Regions from separate parts of the Xenopus laevis genome. Here region 2 is linked to region 1. The links are chromatin contacts, called in public Hi-C maps. All regions are on one chromosome and are shown on one strand. Each heading gives the region's core, a stretch centred on a gene start, on an enhancer-like site or on the middle of the called end of the contact. The rest is flanking DNA. Distances are from core to core; before and after follow the strand shown. Region 1 holds the start of cited4.L (cbp/p300-interacting transactivator 3). Region 2 overlaps LOC108708229 (syntaxin-12).

The links. A called contact is a pair of places that touch in the nucleus more often than the background predicts.
Region 2: a contact with region 1 is called in a Hi-C map of the XL177 cell line, with 2.7 times the contacts expected there. The contact joins the enhancer-like site here to the promoter of cited4.L in region 1. A contact is called at or near these places in 3 of 4 Hi-C or Micro-C datasets (the XL177 cell line, the XTC cell line and animal cap).

Annotation. Positions count from the first base shown.
Region 1 is chr2L:86,695,950-86,699,221 of Xenopus_laevis_v10.1, forward strand. cited4.L (cbp/p300-interacting transactivator 3) reads right to left here and starts at 1,413. Exons shown (of 3, transcript XM_018246704.2): 1 at 1,155-1,413.
Region 2 is chr2L:86,733,351-86,736,895 of Xenopus_laevis_v10.1, forward strand. It overlaps LOC108708229 (syntaxin-12), which reads right to left. Exons shown (of 9, transcript XM_018246706.2): 9 at 617-1,507. The coding sequence ends at 1,412. Among protein-coding and RNA genes, the nearest start is that of LOC108708229, 15 kb to the right of the region's middle. Within about 2 kb of position 1,876, at least 1 of the 7 cell types and tissues checked has an H3K27ac peak or open chromatin away from gene starts, as enhancers often do.

The sequences.
Region 1 (3,272 bases), core at 163-2,662:
AAAAATGCAGATTTAGCAAAGGTTTGTAATATGAACAAAATCCTAGCTCTAGTCAAGAACCGGTTAATATTAGCCTTCTGCTAATCCTCTCACAACACATGTCCTACATAATTAAAGGATTTGTAGTGTATGGTTAAACAAAGCTGTGGATATGACATGTTTGTGCTGTGACACATATGCATACATAATGCAGATTATACCTATGGCGTTTTGTCTGCAATTAAAATTGCAGGGGCAGAAAGTTAAAGTATAATCATGTGTAATACAGGTATGATTACTAAATTCCTGATGCCAACATGCACATTGAGCTAATTTGGAAACACTAATGCTCAAAAATTTTATTAAATAAGATACATCACCATAAGTGTGCACATTTGTAGCAGCAACGTTTCGAGCCCACAGAGGCTCGTTCAAGAGATTTTATAAATATATACACACACACATACAGCACTTCACAAAAGATCTTTCTCATAAGTCACTGCCCCAATAGAGCTTGCAATCGAGTTCCCGATCTCTCAAAAACACACAATGATCAATTTTAACAGGAGCCGGTTAACCAGCCAGTATGTTTATGGAGTGTTAGAGGAAATGCACACAGACAATAGAACAGAATACAAGCAGAATTTTACATTTTCCCCTCACCCACCATGGCCTCAACCAAGTTGTTTGGGAATCAACCAAAAAGGCTTGAAACCTATATATTTAACCAAACCATTTGGTAATGGAAAAACAAGGCAAATAAGCCAGTGGTTGTCAGACTTTTCCTTCCTAGGAAATTAAACTTTTGTCAAAAACCAGCTGATACTTGGCGTATAAATATTGGGAAACAACTATCAGCCATACTTCCAGGAATACATACGGCAACAAATCACCTTCATGCTGGGCATCCGTCTGTTTATCTCAGCCCAAATAAGAATTCTGCCCTAAACAGCCCAAAAACTATGCTCCAGCCCCTTCAATGACTCTGATCCTGGACCCCAAAGTGGACTAACAGTCTGAAAGCCACTGCCCTAAGCACAGACCTTGAAAACACTGTATATATTTAAGTAAACATTAGCCCTACTACATAAGATTCACGAATGCACTTGATCACACGTACACAAGAGTCTCTACCCTGAAATAAACAGTATTGTAGCAATTAATTTCATACTCACTCGAGTTAGGCAGGCACAGATATGGCGCTGTGCAACGTGACGGACTTTACGTTCGACTCTATCCCAGGATTTCACTGTGCGAGAGACCACAGAGCCGGAGACAAAAAAAAAAAGCCAACAAATCCTACTTCCTATGACAACAGGCAATTTGCTAATAGGATTTCACAGAAAGAAAGAGCAGTCAAGGTGGTGTGTGTCCTTTAGCCACGCCCATGAACTTTTGATTGGCTGGCTCGGATAAACAGGAAGGAGAGCGGAGGTGTCTCTGCCCATGTGTTGTTTGCTGAGCTTTATTATAGCTTGCGGGGGGAGGGGTGCATCACTGAGCCAGTTTGTAGCAGACTGTTTGTTGTTCTAACAGCCTTGGACTGGTCTTTCCACTGCCTCAATTGCACCACAACATTTTTTTTAAATGTCGTGGTGAGAACAATTATTAATGCCTTGAAGTATGTCACAGAGAAAAGTTTTTCCTTTCTGAATTTTGCAAATACATTTGCCTCTGTAGCTAAATAAAACAGTGTATAAAGAAGCTGTGTTCAAAATGTGTTGCTGCTGGGCCAAGCAGGGCAATTTGGCCAATGCTGATTAGGGTTGACACTTTTTCCAGAAAAAAATACCAGCCTTTCTATATATTTTTCCTATATATTTTTTTCCTAACATTGGGATCAACCATCATTTTTACCGGTCAGGCCAGTAAAATACTGGCCAGGTAGCAACCCTAATGCAAATGCTAAATTTTTATTCTCTTTTTATTGTATTTTACACCGTTGAATTGTTTTGTTCATTATTGTATGAAACAGCCTCTTGTTGATAATAAGGGCATGTATATAGATTCACTAGAGGGTTGATTAAAGACAGAATGTAATTAATGTCGGAGGATGACAGATAACACATAGGGCTTTTATATTTTTATTTATAATCAATGAAGTATGAGGGTTTATATAGGGGTGCACGATGAGTAGTGTCACGTGAGGGGGTGTACATGAGACGAAATAAGCATGATTTATACTAGTAGTGCACCGTAGTGGGCAGCGTTGATAGAGCAGCACCCATGAGGTTATTGATATGCACAACTGGAATGATGGAGTCAATACACATATTAGAGCTAGTGTGAGGACCATTTATTGAGGGTTACGTCCAGTTAGGGATGTAATGTTTGGGGGTAATAAGTGAGGAATCAGGTAGCATTTAAGTCAGGACCTTTAGACATCCTCTAAGAATGTTACATCAGTGACACTGGAAACAAAGTTACAAATTAGAGCATAAGTAGTCATCATATTGTTACAAAATAGTTACAAAGGAACAGTGTCCTGATATATTGGTTTTAAACTAGTTTTAACATTGTTTCTAGTTAAAATATACTGTTAGATTTAATTGTAATGCATACCTTATAATGAAGTGCAATGAATCTGTGGTTTTTCTATCATAAAGGGAGTCGCTCTGTTTCTGACAAACAGCAAACGTCAGAGCTACCATAGTCATTATTGAAGAATGAATACTTTGAGAAAGGCCTCGGAGAGGCTGAAACGTTAGCCATCTGTTCTAATAAATATTTTTAATTTAACTTAAGACCTGTGAGTGCGGATTCGTTTGGGGTATATATATATATATATATATATCCTGAGGACGGCTAGAGTTTGATAGCAGAAACGTTGAGAAATAAAATCACAGCCCTTGTGGCTTTTTTTCATGACAAGCCCTTTGAGTGCGGTCTTTTTTTTACTGAAAGAAAAAAAAAATATATATATATATATATATATATATATATATATATATTACGCAAAAGCCATGAATATCTTGTAAATGATATACTTATAAACGGTGACTAGTGATGTCATCAGTTATAAACAGTGAGTAGTGATGTCATTTTGGTCACATGACTCTCTAAAACTTGTTTATTATAATAAATAAAGTACCCTTTGTTGGAAAATATGAGGATATTAGAAGACACCCAGAGTTCCATGACCTGGATAAAAACACTTGGCATTAGGCCTTGTGTTTATATATGGTCATGAAACTCCATTGCTGAATTGTGCATATTCATCCAAATTGTGTGTGTGCGCTAAATTAGATGTTGTGCAACTGTTGCCATTTCCATAACTAGTATACACAGCCCAG
Region 2 (3,545 bases), core at 626-3,125, 38 kb after region 1:
GGTGATGTAAAATGTTGGTAATTAGGACAATGGTCTATATGGGTCTCAGTGCTAAAAATTGATGTACTGGCTGTTTTGGGAATGCACATATTTGTCCCACAGCTCTAACGAAAGTCCTTATAATTGCTGGGTACAATACTGCGCAAAGTTTATATGCACCAACAATTCTACAGCTTTCCTGGCACCGAAAATGATCTAGTTTATCTGTTCCTTGTTGTTTCCGTGCTACTTTGGTTGATATGCAGTGACTATAAGAATTTAGAGACCATCAGAAATTCAGGACAACTGGAAGGCAGTGAACAAAGTTCAAAAAGTTTGCCAACGTGTACTTTTCACCTTACCATGGGCAGTCACAGATGCAGGTATTTGTGCTCCAGAATGACCCTTAGCTCTCCAAAATGGCTGTTTAAAAGGTAAATATATAGTATCTATCCCACTGAGGCTGCAGGCTGACACAGACCGCACTTTAGGTCGGGGAACTATTATGGTTGCTAACAATTATGTGCCAACTGTGGTGTGCCACTTTGTGCACCATATCAGGACATGTATATATATTTATATCTCACAAGTATCCTGGCTCTCCTATTGCACAAGCACAAATTGGAGATTCACAAAGGGGTTTAACATTTTTATTATTATTATTTTGCCTCCTATCAACATAATATATTCATTACTACAGTGCTAAAAGGGGAGAGTCGGTAACATTTATCATGAGATGATTATTGGGTTCATAGTTATATACATAAAATTACACATTTATTTATATATGCTTGTGTGCATAGACACACACCACAAAACCAAGAAGGCTTTATATAATGAATCCCCAATGAGAAGACAGTGTTGTTACCAAGACTAACACGTTGAGCAATATTCTCCCTTCTAAACATAAATTAAAGTGAACCATAGTAGCTTTTTATATATAAAGTAGTTTTGTGCAATGACAATGTGAGCAGAATTAATACTCCCACAGTGTCAAGTTGGGGAGAACTGAATGTTAATCGGTGATAAATAAATCCTATTCTAAAATGTTATCTACATGGTGTTCAAGATGTCGCCAGAATATAGCATAAACTATTGTGGGCAAGATTAGTGGTGTGATGTGATCTGATATTTTAATGGAATAAAAAAAGTCCTGGCCATGTGGCACAATAGTAAATATATGACAGCACTAGGATTAAAAAAAAAAAAAAAAAAAAAAAAAAAAAAAAGGTTTGCCGTTCTAAAATGTCATGTTCAGGAGTGTCTCACAGCAGGGTCTTGTGGTATTCCATAGTACTTTTATTCATTTTTTTTTTCTTCAAATCCTGTCTCTGTTATTCACTTATGGTTGGAGGAAAATATATGCACAGCAAATTGCATGAGGAAAATAACCAGAAGATGAAAAGAAGATGAAAGGGTGTTATGAGTGACCTCAGGATCTCACTGATAAATATATGATGAAACCCAGAATCACAGCTGCAATGGCAAGAGCCAGCACTAAAATACAGATCTTCTTCCGGGATTTTTTCTAGAAAGAGATGAGAGAAAGAAGTAGGTTAAATGGATTCTTTCAAGTAAAGCAAACCAAGCTCCTTAAGGCTATGGGCACACAGACTGAGAGAAGCAGATCTGCTCAGTGCCTTAGTGCCCCTGCTCCATTGACTAGAATTTGATCAGCCTGTGGTCACACACACACAGCAGAGCTGAAGCAGAGGTCAGTGTGTCAGGCTGATCTGATTCAAATCAATGGAGCAGGGGCAATGAGCAGATCTGCTTCTCTCAGCCTGTAGAAATACGCAGGCCAACAACAGCCACTGACAACAGCCTGTGTGTCCATTGCCTTAGAGCAGCATTATCTTGATAAGGCCCGGCCGGGCCCCCCTTGAGAGCGCTGCATCCTACGGCCATCCCAAACAGCTGAAACGTGGAAGTGCCGAACAGCTGAAGGACCCTAAGCCACGAAAACAGCCGAAGCCGAACTCCCAAATCGCCGAAAAGACCCGAAGTTGAAGTCCTGAAGCCACAAGTTCAGTTCTACTGAACACCAATGTGGAGGTTTTTTTTTAATCCCGTTGCCACCAATTTTTTTTTTCTTTTTAAAAAAAACAACAACTTTTTGGGGCCCCAATTTTCTTTTTAACTTGTAAGGGACCAATGGCACCAATGTTTTTTTAAAAAAAAAAAATTTGGGGCCCCAATTTTTTTTGACTTGTAAGGGGGGCCTGGCACCAGTGTTTTTTTAAAAAATATTTTTTAGGGCCCCAATTTTTTTTTTAACTTGTAAGGGGGGCCCTGGCCCCAATGTTTTATTTTTTTTTACTTATAAGGGGACCCTGACCATCAATAGCTTTTTATAACTTGTGTATGGGGGTTTTTTAGCGCTGATGTCTGTGTGGTCTTTGGGCGGGATGGAGTGTGGCTTGGGTGGCTTGGGTGGGATCTGTGGTGGGGCTTGGGCGATAGTGTGGGCGGGGCCCAGGTGGCCCCAAAAAATTTTGTTGTACGGGGCCCCGTGATTTCTAATGGCGGCCCTGCACACATACAGTAATGGCGGCCCATACACATACAGTCATATGAAAAAGTTGTGATGAGTATCTGGATTCTGGATGGCGATATTTTTGACCATGCGTCCATACAAAATCTCTCCAGTTTAGTTAAATTTGATGGCTGCTGAGCATGGATAGCCTGCTTCAAATCATCCCATAGATTTCCAAGTGTGTTTAGGGTCATTGTCTTGTTGGAATATCCAGTCTCTGAGTAACTTTAACTTTGTGACTGATGCTTAAAGGAAAACTATACCCCCCAAAAAATGTAGGTCTCTATAAAAAGATATTGTAAAATCCTGCTTCATGTAAATAAACCATTTTCATAATAATAAATCATAAATAGAAAATTGCCATTTTAAAAAATAAGGGCCGCCCCCTGGGATCGTAAGATTCACTGTACTCACAAACAAACCAACAAACCATACATGTTAGGTCACATGAGCCAATTAACAGACAGAGTTGTGTCTTTTGCTTCCACACTTCTTCCTGTTACAGTTAGAGTTGCAGTATCTCTGGTCAGGTGATCACTGAGGCAGCACAGAGACCATCAGGAAATGGTGGCTCAAGGCAAGAGATGTAAAAGGGCAATATTTACTTAAATATATATTCCAGTTTGGCAAGATTCTTTAATATGCCACTTAATATGATATGAACTGTTGCTTAAGTGTTCATTTTGGGAGTATAGTTTTCCTTTAAACATTATCCTGAAGAATTTGTTGTCATCCGACCCTTGACTTTAACAAAGGCCAGTCCCTGAACTAGCCACACAGCCCCACAGCATGATGGAACCTCCACCAAATTTGACAGTAGGTAGTAGGTGTTTTTCTTGGAATGCAGTGTTCTTCTTCCACCATGCAAAGCACTTTTTGTTATGACCAAATAACTTCATTTTTGTCTCATCAGTCCAAACACTTTGTTCCGAAATCTCTGTGGCTTGTCTAAATGGGCTTTTGCATACAACAAGCGACTCTGTTTGTGTTTGCGTGAGTGCAGAAAGGGCTTCTTTCTCATCACCCTGCC